Linked DNA regions of Mus musculus: region 1 is linked to region 2. A link is a contact called in public HiChIP or PLAC-seq data. All regions are on one chromosome and are shown on one strand. Each heading gives the region's core, a stretch centred on a gene start, on an enhancer-like site or on the middle of the called end of the contact. The rest is flanking DNA. Distances are from core to core; before and after follow the strand shown.

Region 1 (6,577 bases), core at 4,047-6,546, 88 kb after region 2:
TCTGAACTGAATGGAACACAGCTTCGTCTTCATGGCTCTTCTTTTCACTGTCACCTACAGAAAAACAGTTGATAAACACAGATTATTTTAATAATCAATGAGACAGAATGGGCATGAGTCCCTATGAGTGAGTGGTTTGTGGGCAAGCCATAAACCATCAGAACACTTCCTATGGGAATCTTGTGCAGGTTAGTGTTGGCTGATTTCTTCACAAAGAAGTGAGACAACTGTTAGAAAGCTGAAGCTGGACTAGAGCCAAGGATTTGCTTAGGGAATTCAACCTAGCTGTAGTTAAATTATGAAACTCCTGTTTCGGTTCTTTTGTTTTCTACTCACATTTAAATAAGAGTAATATGCAGCAGGGAAGCCTAATAGCACAAACATGGTGGGTCTGTTTTCTTTCTGTTTGGTTTGAGACAGACTTTTAACTCTATCTTCCTGCCTCCGCCTCTTGATGCCAGGATCACAGATGTGTCACACAGCCGGCATACACACTGCTACTATACAGACCAACAATCTCCTCTATCACACAACTGTCCTAGCTGTACCACCATATCTCCTGGTGCTCTCTGGTTTTACTTTTTACCATCTGCCTACTATTCTCTTGAGAAACAGCAACATAATAGATTAAACAACAGTTTGCTGGTTTATTATTTGCTGGTTGTTATTATTGTTTTTGTTATTATTATTGTTATCACTTTTCATCATTTTTTTTTCAGTCATCTCTCATTGTGTAGCAATTTTAGTAGACCTGGATGTTCAAAAACTTTATAGACTCTGGATGTGGTATGTATCTGTACTCTGAGCAACTAAGGAGGCTGAAGCAGCTACCCAGAAGACTAAGGTAGGGAAACTGCAAGCTTAAAGTATATGTGGACAATTTGGTAAGATCCTGTCACAAAATAAACAATAACTAAAAGGCTGAAACTATAATTCAATGATAGTGTTTGTCTAATGTGCATGGCCTACGGTTCAATCCCTAAAAAACAAGGAAAGAGGGGGTAAGGCTTTGAGTCCAGATCAGGGCCACTGAACAAATTAAAAAAAAATTTTAAAGCCAGCAGTAGAGGGCCACACCTTTAAGTCTCAGCAGAAGCAGGCAGATCTCTCAGTTTAAGGCCAGCCTGATCTACAGAGTGAGTTCCAGGACAGCCAGAATTTCACAGAGAAACCCTATCTCGAAAAAACAAAAAGAAAAAAGAAAACAAACAATGGGCTGGAAAGATGGCTCAGTGGTTAAGTGGTTGTTCTTCCAGATGTCCCAGGTTCAATTCCCTGAGCCCATATGGCAGCTCACACCTATCTGTAACTCTAATTTCAGAGCTTCTGACACCCTCACACAGACATACATACAGGCAGAGCACCACTGCGTATAAAGTAAAATAAAGGAAACAAATAATCAAACAAAAGGAATGCACAGACGATGAAGAATTATTTTCAGCTCTTGTCCCCAAAGGCCTACTTGGGGGAAGAGACGCGATTATAGAAGACAGTGATGCTCAAAATCTTGACTGTGTGTTAAGCTAATGTTCATTTTTAAAGAACATTAATAAAAAAAGGAAAGCCGGGCGTGGTGGCGCACGCCTTTAATCCCAGCACTCGGAAGGCAGAGGCAGGCGGATTTCTGAGTTCGAGGCCAGCCTGATCTACAAAGTGAGTTAGTTCTAGGACAGCCAGGGCTACACAGAGAAACCCTGTCTCGAAAAACAAAAACAAAAAACAAGAAAGGAAAGATAAAAGAAAGGAGGGAAGGGAATGGGTGAGGGAAGAAAAGAAGGGGAAGGGACAAAGGAAAAGAAAAGGGTGAACTGGGTGTGGTAGCTTATAACCTTAATTTTTGCACTCAGGAGACTAAGGCAGGAGAATCAAGAATTTAAGACCAGGGCTAGACAGATGGCTTAGCACTTTAAGATCCCCTGTTACTCATGTAGAGGTCCTGGACTGAATTCCCAGCAACAACACGATGGCTTACAACTATCTGTAACTCCAATTCCAAGGACTCTGATGACTTCTGGCCTTTGAAGGCATAAAGCACACACATGGGGTAGGGTGGGGGTGTGTGCATATATGCACATGTATCATGTACATGCATCTTAGGGATTTTACTACTTTGATGGAACACTATGATCAAAAGCAACGTAGTGAGAAAAGGTTTCTCATCGTCTAACTCGCAGTTCACCCTCCGGGTAAGTCAGAACAGAGACTCAGGGAAGGAACCTGGAGGCAAGAATTGTTGCAGAGGCCACTGAGCACTGTTTATTAGCTTGCTCATCTTCTTTTCTTATAGCACCCAGCACCATCAGCCCAGGTGTGGCACTGCTTAGTGAGCTGGGCCCTCTTAAGTCAGCCAACAATCAAGAAAACGTACCACAAGCCAGTCTGGTGGGGGAATTTTTTCAATTGAGAATCCCTTTTCACAAATAACTTTACCTTGTGTAAGTTGACATAAAACTAACCAGTATAACATAAAACATTTTACATGACTGTACAACCAATGCTTTCTATGGCTTAAGCTAAGTGTTGTTAAAAGAATTAAAGGATTAAAAATTACAATGAACTAAAAGTAATTCCTGAGGAAGGTAACCTTATTATGAGACTGCTCTGGGCTAAGCGCAGTATGGATACCATACTGAAATGGCTAGCAGCACCCCGAGCCTCCCGTCACTTCCCACTCACTCAGAGAAGCTTCTAGGTGTGCCAGCTCCATTCGTGTACTTTGGTCAGTCAGTACACAAAATTTTTGAAAAAAAAAATCATTATTTATATTTACTGTACCTTTTATATATCTAGAGCTATGTGGACACAAATGTATTTCATTGTACTGCAGACAACTACAGTACTCGCAGATGTGTGGTTTGGAGCCTCCAGGCAGGAGGCAAGCCATCTAGCCGAGGTGTGTGGTCAGCTCTGCCATCTGGTTAAGCAAGTGCACTATGTCTGCCTGACAGGGCCTCAGGATGTAGTGTTCTCAGAACACATCCTTGTTATTAAGTGACACACGACTGCAGTCAACAGGATGATCGGGTGTTACCGTCAGGACTGCATGTGCACTGTGGTGGCAAGCCACTAAGACATTACACATGGGAAGGCTTGTCTCCCTTTCCACCTCAACCTCTGCGGACCGACCTTCTTCATGTCTAAAGTCACAGAACTAAGCCCAGCAGAGCAGAGAGTAAGACCCTCAAGGACACAACTGTCCTGTGTACCGCTGCTCCCAGTGCTCAGCTTTAGATTAGAAAGCACTGAAACGAAGATGAGATGATGGCTACCTCTTTCAGCTCCCAAGTGAGCTTTCAAAGACTGGCTTTCCTGCGTGTCTTTCTCCGTGAGCTCTTCAGAAGCAGAATCATTGTCAATGCAGATCACATCCCTGCTCAGGCAGTCCGCCCCCTCCGCCTCCTCCTCCTCCTCCTCCTCCTCCTCCGATTCCTTCGTTAAATCCACTTGCAGGCATTCGGGGGAGGGAGGAGTCAAGTCAGTCTTTACTGCATTGGCTTTACGAGGTGGTGGTTTAAAGAAGTTTCTCTTAGTCTTTTTCATTTTCTGAGCGGTGCTTACTCTTGTGGCAGGATTTTTAGCCAGTGAAGCAAACGCATCTGATGCTGACATATCAAAGTCATCCATATCAGCCCAGTCACTGAGGGAGTCTGCAGAAGAACTAAATTCTAATTTCTTGAAAACAGCCACGGGCAGTTTCTTCGCAGTGGGGGTTTTGGGGGTAGTGCACAAAGTGTCCTGAGCAGTCTGTACCGTGGCCGGCAGTGACGGCTCAGAGCAGGTCCCCTTGCTTTGCTGCCTTCCAGGGAAATGTTTAAAGAAGCCTTCAATCTTTGCCTGCTGCTTTGGTTTGTGGAGTGGAGACTCAGTGAATGAAAAGGCCTCAGACACGTTCACATCTTTATCACTTAACGCAGGTGTTTTTACTACGGACACACTAGTGACAGACACATCACCCTCTGATGTTTTCTTTTTAAAAGTAAAACCTCTGAAAAATAATGGAAAAACTCAGTTAGTGAATTCATTTGTTTCTGATGCTGAGGACTGAACCCAGGGCCTCATTTATGCTAAGCAAGCATTCTATCATAACTTATAATCCCAGGCCCTGATGGACTCATTTCCATTTTAACAAATTCATTCTCCTATAAAACATTTCAAGTGCAAGTCACGTTAATTGTATTGAGCATAGAATCTGTCACTCTGTGGTTTTGAAAATTCACCAGGTACTTAAAAACATTTGGTCGCTCTAATCCTTTCCATTCAGAGGCTAGTTACTGGGCACTGAGAGTTCCCAGGCCACTCCTACACTTTATTTCTCAGGCTGGAGGTCCTTAATAGTCCCTTCAGAAGCAAAAGACAGGATGTGTTGAGAGACAGACAGACAGACTCAGAGTGGAATTTTCTACTGTGACAAAAAAAATGTTTAAGGGAGAAAGGAGTTTTAGAAAAGCTGCTAAGATCTGAAGGACACATGAGGCAGAGGCTGTCTGCTGACATTAGTGACTGAAGTTGAAGTAACTTTAAATCTGCAGGCATGGAGCAGTGCTTGCTATCTGGTGAGGGCACAACCTAAGTACAGTGTATTATTAGATATCTTAGCAACTTGGGGCTTAGCTTGCAGGAGACACAGAACTAGAGAGTGGTCATTTAACTATACAGTTTTACAGAGAATATGAGGTTACACTAAAGCATAATATCTGTCCAAATTGACAAGAAAATCCATTACTTGTCCATCCAACTTTACTGAACAAGTACGTGCCAGGACCTGTGTAAAGCTAGAACAATCACACTCAGCTCTGCTAGCACAGGCTCTACTATTAACTTGCAACGGGGAAAACCACTGGGCTCCTCATTTCCTCTGTGAAATGAGAGAGCTGGAGGAAGCCTGGTGTGGTGGTGATCTGAGCACAGACACGGCTGAGGGAGGACTGTGGCAAGTGTGAGGCAAGTGTGGACTGGAGTGAGATCAAAGTCAGCAGGGGCTATGCATGGGACCCTATCCCAGACTCCACAGAGGTGAAAGGCGAGAGCTCCATTGTATGACACCTGAGCTGTCTTCTACATGAGAATGAACATACTTACAAAGATTTTGGTTTTGAAAGGCTGGGTTGATTATTAAGTTTTCTGGCTGAGTGTCGCTGTAGTTGTTCTTGTAGATTGTTCAGAGGAACAGCAGCCATGATCCTAAAAAGGAAGAGGGCAACCATTAATGGAGTTAGGCATTTAGTATCATTCAGCATATTTACTGAGGAGGTAAAAGACTTAAACCGCCACATCATTCCAGATGTGCCCAGAGTAACACACTTTTGCTGCCCCCCTTCCTCCTCCTCCTCCTGTCAACAGATTGCTTTAACATTTACATCTGGTGGCATTTAAAACACACATTTTTTAACTAGAGATTTACTTGAATAGCAAAATGGCCTGTTTTCCTCTTTTCTTCAACAGATGCTAAAATCAGCACAGCCTGGCCTAGGCTTGGAGGGCACATAGGGAATGAGAGGGAGTAATGATCAAAGCAAACTAGGAACCCGGGGGACAGCCAGGACGTGAATTCTCTGTGCAAAACTAAAGGTCCAGTAAAGACAGGCCTCCCACAGGCGAGTGCAAAGGCTGACCAGCCAGAGCCATGCTCCAGTCGCCCCCAGTCCACGGCAGTCTGCCACACACATTTATATCCCTGTGTAACACTTGCTGCACTGGTTCACTTTCACCCAGATAAAGCGCAGCTCAAGCCACCTTGAAACCACTGAGCTAAAGACAGACAGCTGTGATCTATAAAGAGTTTTTAAAAAGTTATTTCAGATGAATTATAAATCCTCTTTCCCACTCAACTTGGATTTAAAACAAAATTTACTATTAGTGTGCATGTGCGTGTGTGCACTGGGGAGTAGTACACCTGTCACTCACAGATATGGAGGTCATAGGGCAACTCTGTGTCCATCTTTCCTGGTCCTTGGCTTGTAGAGGAAGCCCTTCTACTCAACCACTTTATGGGCCCCTGTTTTCTCCTGATACGAGGTTTAACTAAGAATGGCTCCCACAGGCTCATATATATCACCAGGGAGGGGACTCTGATAGAATTAGAAGGATTAGGGGGTGAGGCCTTGTTAGAGGATACAGGTTCCTGCTGCCTGAGGATCCAATGTAGAGCTCTTGGCTCCTTCTCCAGGACCATGTCTGCCTGTGCGCTGCTATGCTCCCTACTATAATGATAGTGGACTAAGCCTCTGAGACTGTAAGCAAGCCTCCCTGGTGTCTCTTCATGGCAATAGAAGAATGAGTAAGAAGTGTTTGTGGTTGTATGTGAAGTAGTTTTATCATTTTAGGTGTAATTATAACTTGGTTAAATATATAATGAATTTTGTGATTGTGTGTAGGATCATTATATCGTGTTAGGTGTAATTATGATCTGGTTGTTGTTTTCATTTGGAAATTAAGCAGGACACAAGGAGATATAATTATGTCAAGTGGGTAAGGGATGGACTTGTGATGGCTACATCTGGAATTCACTGAAACTCAAATGGCTGGGCACACCTGTAAGAGATTCTTTTATTAAGTAATTTGAAATGGGAAAAGCTAC
Region 2 (6,304 bases), core at 2,239-4,738:
CGTAAAAACATTCTCCTATATTTTCCTCTCCGAGTTAAGCTTCCGTTCTTCATCTGTGAGCCCCGAACCCACCTGGAGTTGGGAGTGAGCTAATTTTATCCTCCCCGGATGGATCAGCTCTTGCCCATTATAAGGAGCCTGTCTTCTCCTGGTGGTTGGCATTGCCTCTGTCATATGGCAAAGCCTCCTGTTGGCGTGTTCCCTGGCTGTGCCCCTCCCCCCTGGCTTCTCTTCATAGCCTGATGCCTGAGCTTCCAGCCTTAGCGTCTTTAAAAGATTATGGTGGCTAATGGGGCGCAGTGGCACCTGCCTGTCTGCTTCTTGGTGAACAGGAGCCTGGATTACTCCCCTTCCGGAGGGCGGGTCAAAAGAAAACAGAAGCCTCCCCTGGGGGATTAAAATCCTTTTGTTGCCATTTGGCCATTGTTTCCTAAAAGTTTCCTAAAATCTTCCCTACTATCCCTTTATCTTGTATTCATTTATTGTTAAATGTTATTTACAAACTGGGCGGGGGTGGGGGGGGGTGGCACACTCCTTTAGCCCTAGTTCTCAGGAGGCAGAGGCAGAGGCAGGCAGATCTCTGAGTTTGAGGTCAGCCTGGTCTGCAGAGTGAGTTCCAGGACAGTCAGGCTACACAGAAAAACTCTGTCTTGAATATCCTAATATATATATATATGAGTTCTATATGATTAACTCTGTATGATTGTGTGTGCATCGTGGGACGGTGGATGCCACAGCGTACATACTGAGGTCAGAGAACATCTGGAGCTGCTTTCTCCTGTCTTTACATGGGATCTGTGCTTTTATCACCCCACTCACACTCTGAGCTCTGAGCCAGCTCACTGGCTTTGTTTTAAATTAAATTTTAAAAGATTTGTGTGTGTGGGTGTGTGAGCACTTGCCTGCATGTATGTATGTGCACTGTGTGTGTGCCTATTGCTCTTGGAAGTCAGAGAGCACGGGATCACCTGCGACTGGAGTTATTATGGTGTTCATGAGCTAACCTGTGGGGACTGGGAAGCAAATTCCAGTCCTCTGCAATAGCTCTGAACCACGAAGCTATCCAACCCCCTGTTTGGTTGGTTTTGAGGCAGGGTTGCATGTGGCCCAGGATGGCCTTGAACTTTCAATCCTTTGGCCTTTATGTCTCAAGGGTTGCAATTCTATTTTTTTTATTATTATTAATTAACTACTATGTGTCTTCGTGCATATACATGCATGCAGGCCCCACGGTGGTGCTTGTGTGAAACAACCTCCAGGAAGCTTTCTCTTTCCACTTTGTGGGTTCTGAGGATTGAACTCAGATTGTCAGGTTTAGTGATGGGGCGGGGGGGGTGTTGTCTGCTTAGCCACTCTGCTAGTGGGAGTGCTAAGATTTTGAGACTGTGCCACCATGCCCAGCTTCCCTGGAAGACACTACAAGGACGAACGGTGGGAGGGATGCTGTGGCCAGCAGAGGCCAAGACCAAAGGGCCAGGTGTCCACTTGGTGACTGCTGCAGGATCCAGCTGAGCAGTGGGCAGCCCTGAATGCAAATGGTAGGTGTGTGTGGCTGTAGGTAGACTGGACAGGATTCAGTGGAGGCTTGGACATGGGTAAAACAAGCCAAACTCAGAACCAAAGATGACTCCTTGATTTGGAGCTAAATGCAGGGATGGTAGGGTGATCTGCTGAGACAGGAAAGCCATGGAAGAGGATATGGTGGGCGATGCCACTTAACGATGTCCAGAAGAGACTGGAGAGATAGCTTAGGGGTTAAGAGAACTGGCTGCTCTTCCAGAGCCAGGTGTTGGTTCCTAGCTCCAAGGCAGAGATTAATGCCCTTCTGTAACTCCAGTTCCAGGCGATCGGGTGCCCTCTTCTGGCCACCTTGGGTATGTATTCATGAGCTGCACAGACGTAAATGCATGGAAAAGCACCTATACCATACACCAAAAAAATGAGGAGTACAGCACCTAGCCAACTATGGTGGCGCACACCTTTAATCCCAGCACTCAGGAGGCAGAGGCAGGTGGATCTCTATGACTTTGAGGTCAGCCTGATCTACAGAGTGAGTTCCAAGACACCCAGGGCTACACAGAGAAAAAAACCTTGTTTCAGGGGGAAATAAGTCAGTGTGGTGACAGTAACCCCAGCCTAGCTTTTCATGACCTTGGTACCTGGCCTGGTAGCACACACCTTTAATCCCAGCCCTTGAAAGGCAATCTCTGTAACTTTGAGGGTAGCCAGCTAGGGTTACACAGTGAGACCTTGTAACTTTAATTGTTTCAAATCCTATTTTTAATGGTGGTTCTTAAACACTTTAACCTTCCTTGTAAGCCACCACCCACCAGAGGTAGTGGGAAAAAAAGGATATGGTGTGTGGGGGTGGGGGTGGGGGAAGTGGACCTGTTTAGAAAGGATCTTGGGAGCAACTCCCATCTGTATTGTCTGGAAATCAGCAGTTCAGTTCCCAGAGTCAGTAGTGACAGCTCCATCCACTCACAAACACCTCACAGATACACCAGCAGTCCGGTTCAGTAGGTCGGGTTAGCAACAGTGGTGACACAACCTAGCAGAGACAGCCAGGCCTTAGCCTAGGCTTGAGTCAAGAGGAGGAACCAACAGGAACCCCCAGAGAAGCTCTCGTCTGTGCATCTCTCAGGGAAGTGAAGATCATTGAAGATGCAAGAGCCACAAGCATTGCACTGCTAGCTGTCCCAGCAAGCCAAGCTGTCTCTGTCACCATGGAGTCCTATTTATACCTCCAAACATCACGTCTTCCACATGTCTTGCCTCAGCACGTCCATCCAATCAGCCCAAGTCTGCAGAAGCAGCAACAAACTGCAGCACACCACCAAAAATTTTTCCGTGGTTTCTCTCTTTGGTGTCCCAGCAAATGTAGCTCAACTGCTCAGTGTAAGGCAGAGCAATGCATGCGTGCTGTTAGCAAAGACTCCATCATGCTTCATCACTCCTCCTTTCACGTGCTTGCTTTAGCAGAGCATCCTCTCTCCTGTGTCTGCTTCAGCACAATGTTCCTTCATGAGTCTGCCTTAGCCTTTCACACCTGTGTCCACTTCTGGAAAACACCCCTTCATGTGTTTGATCCAGCAAAACACCGTCCAACTAACTTTCCAAAGAACCCTTAAGTTTCCACTTCAAGACCCTGTCTCAAAAAAGGAAGGAAAGGAAGTCTTTATAAAATGCCTACTGCCACATCAGCTGGATGCAGTTCTCTTAGGGCCTTGCACTAGGTCTGATTGCGGGATCACTTGCCAGCTCTAAGGCCTGGGTCAGTGACTTCTCCTGAATAGTTTCTCCTCCTCCTCCTCTTCTTCCTTTCCCTCCTCTTCCTCCTCCTCCTCTTCCTCCTTCCATGGCCTCCTTCGGTTGCCAAGGGTCATGTGCAACAATACAAACAGAAGCAGGAACTCAGCAAGTGACAGTTCCCGGTCCCTGGGTAGTAGTGGTGCAATTGGCAACAGGCACGTGGCTTCCTTTTTCTCTCTGACTCAGGCGGCTGCTTGTCTGACCCAAGCTGGTCCTGAGCTCGCTCTGTGGCTGAGGCTGATCTGTCTGCCTCTGCTCTCCAAGTGCAGGCCTTACTGGCCTGAGTCACCACACCCCACGATCTGCTGGGTTCAGTGAGTTTACCTTGTGCACAGGTTAGGCAAAGCTCACCAAGAGGACAGGGAAGACGGGGAGGGGACATCGTAACCCTGTATCTGAAATAAAGGAGGGGTGGCTTCCATTATTCAGAATAGAGTGGCATTGCCTGTGTCAAAATAGCAGAAGGACTGGGAAGACGCAAACAAAGAAATGGAACAGGAGAAAACCAACTAAGCCAGGTGTTGTCATGCATGCCTGTCAGCACAACACTTAGGAAGCTGAGGCAGGAGGATCACCATGAGCTCAAGGACAGCCAAGTCTACAAAGTGAGACTCAGTGGGGAGAGGGATGGAAGATGGGGGTAAGGGAGGGAGTCTGGGGAGGGACAACTAACACTAAGGGGTGTTTGAGGTCATATGGAACCCTGCTACTGTGGAAACTTCCTATAATACATATGTGAAAGAAACAGAGTCGCCAAATAACAGGAGAGACAATTACCCCCTCCCCATGTCATTTGCCACCAAGTGAAGTCTCCAGTGCTGGGAATGGGTTATATCTTGTTGAGTCATTGGCCAAGACCCCATGAAAACCCCAACCATCTCAGGCTATTGCCAAGGCTGTAGGTTGCACTCTACAAACCGACGGTAAGGCCTAATTACTGACGACAACACTTCCATATCTCAAAGGACATAGAGGAGTTGAGCTGGCACCTAATTAGAGCCTTGCTCCTACTGACTAGTGTTCATGGCATTGGAAGGTGCTCTGCATGCTGCCAGAGGAGACAGATAACCACCAACTCAGTTACAAACCCCGTGATCTACAATGGTGACCTACTTGCAAGCTATGTCGGTGCAATTTGTGACTGACACAAATGTTGGCAGTAACCAATCACTCTCTGCTTGAACTTAAGGCCCACCCGATGAGATAGAACCCACGTCTTGTCTGACACAGCTCACCTGGCCAAGAACCTGGTGACAGTGTAGCCTGGTGACAGTATAGCCGGAGTTTTCAGCTACTCTGCTTTGTGCTCCAGGAGGGTCTCGCGCCTCCAGTTACCTGCCCAGTCCAGGAACTCTTTGGATCCACGAATGAAACACACACACACACACACACACACACACACACACACACACACACTTATTTTTGAAATGCCCTCTAGCTCAATGGCTGGTCAGTTCTAATCCTCCACCTGCTACCCCAGGCCCAATTGGGGAAGTGGCCTGTGGCCACTTACTTGAAGTCTCACAGCGCTTATTCAACCCTCACAGAAGCTTCCTGTTGCAGTAGATGGGAACTAACACAGAGACTCGCAACTGGACAATGTGCAGAACACTGGGTCCGCAATGAATGTCTTCATCAAAGCCCTCCCCTCAGGGCTCAGGAAGCTATGCAGAAGAAGAGGCAGAAAGGTTGTGAGAGTTAGAGGGGCTGAGTGACTCCAAGGGAACAGTCTCTCGACTCAATAGAACTGATGCAGAGAGGAACTCACAAAGATAGTGGCAGCATGCACAGGACCTGCACGGGTTCAAGACAGACAGGGTCCCAGCACTGACAGGCAGAGTGGACACGGACTCCCCCCACCCCTAACCAAGACACTCTCTGCAAGTAATACCTTGCAAAGGAAAACTTACTTTTCCCCAATGGAGTCTCATTGGGTGTCTTAACTATGTGTAAGGGCAGGCCCGTACCCCAGTAGATGGTCAACACAAAGTGAACGCAATGGGTGTTTTTGTAGCTTTTTTGTCTATAGTGCTTCATCTGGGCGCCCTTTTCTCTTACTGGTCTTTTGCATCTTTTTTTTTTTGTTTGCTTGTTTGTTTAAATCTGGTTTTGTTTGTTTTGTCCTTCCTTCCTTCCTTTTCTTTCTTTCTTTCTTTCTTTCTTTCTTTCCTTTCTTTTCTTCCTCTTTCTTTCTTTCTTTCTTTCTTTCTTTCTTTCTTTCTTTCTTTCTTTCTTTCTTTCATTTTTGCCAACACTTCCCGGCTTGTTTTCTAAACAGAGAGAGAAGGTGCATGGAACCAGGTGGGTGGGGAGGATCTGGGAGGAGTCGGGGAAGGGAGAATTCTGATCACTATGAAAAAAATTTTGCTGGGCATGGTGGCTCACGCCTTAATCCCAGCACGTGAGAGGCAGAGGCAGGCGGATTTCTGAGTTCGAGGCCAGCCTGGTCTACAGAGTGAGTTCCAGGACAGCCAGGGCTACACAGAGAAACCCTGTCTCGAAAAAAACAAAAAACAATTTTTTTCTTTTTTTTCTTTTTTTTTTTTTAGATTTATTTATTTATTATATGTAAGTATACTGTAGCTGTCTTCAGACACTCCAGAAGAGGGAGTCAGATCTTGTTACGGATGGTTGTGAGCCACCATGTGGTTGTTGGGATTTGAACTCCAGACCTTCGGAAGAGCAGTCGGGTGCTCTTTCCCACTAAGCCATCTCACCAGCCCACAATTTTTTTCTTTAAAAAAAAAAAGATTTATTTACTTAGGTTTTCGACCCCGGCACTACACTGATACAGACTTAGTGGCTGGTCCTCCTGTGGCCTCCAGTAGCGATGGTACCCTTCTCTTTGCTTTCAGACCACTCATCCTCTGCAGAGTTGTGGTCAGCTGGTCTGCATGGCTTCCCCAGGTCCAGCATAGCAAGGTGGCCCAGACTCAGGCTGGGGAAGCAGCTGGAGGCTGGACAGGCCAGGAGAGTTTATCCGACAGTGACC

What was found. HiChIP or PLAC-seq counts read pairs in DNA pulled down with a chosen protein or histone mark.
Region 1: a contact with region 2 is called in an H3K27ac HiChIP or PLAC-seq map of the HPC-7 cell line, with 6 times the contacts expected there. The contact joins two enhancer-like sites. A contact is called at or near these places in 1 of 15 datasets of contacts at CTCF or cohesin (the NIH/3T3 cell line), 4 of 484 Hi-C or Micro-C datasets (bone marrow-derived macrophages, embryonic fibroblasts, macrophages and 1 more), 6 of 115 datasets of contacts at active chromatin or transcription factors (CD8 T cells, the HPC-7 cell line, bone marrow-derived macrophages and 3 more) and 3 of 9 other capture datasets (adipose tissue, liver and pancreatic islet).

Annotation. Positions count from the first base shown.
Region 1 is chr7:80,509,510-80,516,086 of GRCm38.p6, forward strand. Blm (Bloom syndrome, RecQ like helicase) reads right to left here. Exons shown (of 22, transcript NM_001042527.2): 2 at 5,080-5,181; 3 at 3,270-3,985; 4 at 1-54. The coding sequence starts at 5,177. Among named protein-coding and RNA genes, the nearest start is that of Blm, 22 kb to the right of the region's middle. Within about 2 kb of position 5,297, at least 12 of the 459 cell types and tissues checked have an H3K27ac peak or open chromatin away from gene starts, as enhancers often do. A contact at or near this core is called in the HPC-7 cell line, where this site is marked.
Region 2 is chr7:80,423,068-80,429,371 of GRCm38.p6, forward strand. It overlaps the pseudogene Gm15544. Among named protein-coding and RNA genes, the nearest start is that of Gm44851, 22 kb to the left of the region's middle. Within about 2 kb of position 3,489, at least 69 of the 459 cell types and tissues checked have an H3K27ac peak or open chromatin away from gene starts, as enhancers often do. A contact at or near this core is called in the HPC-7 cell line, where this site is marked.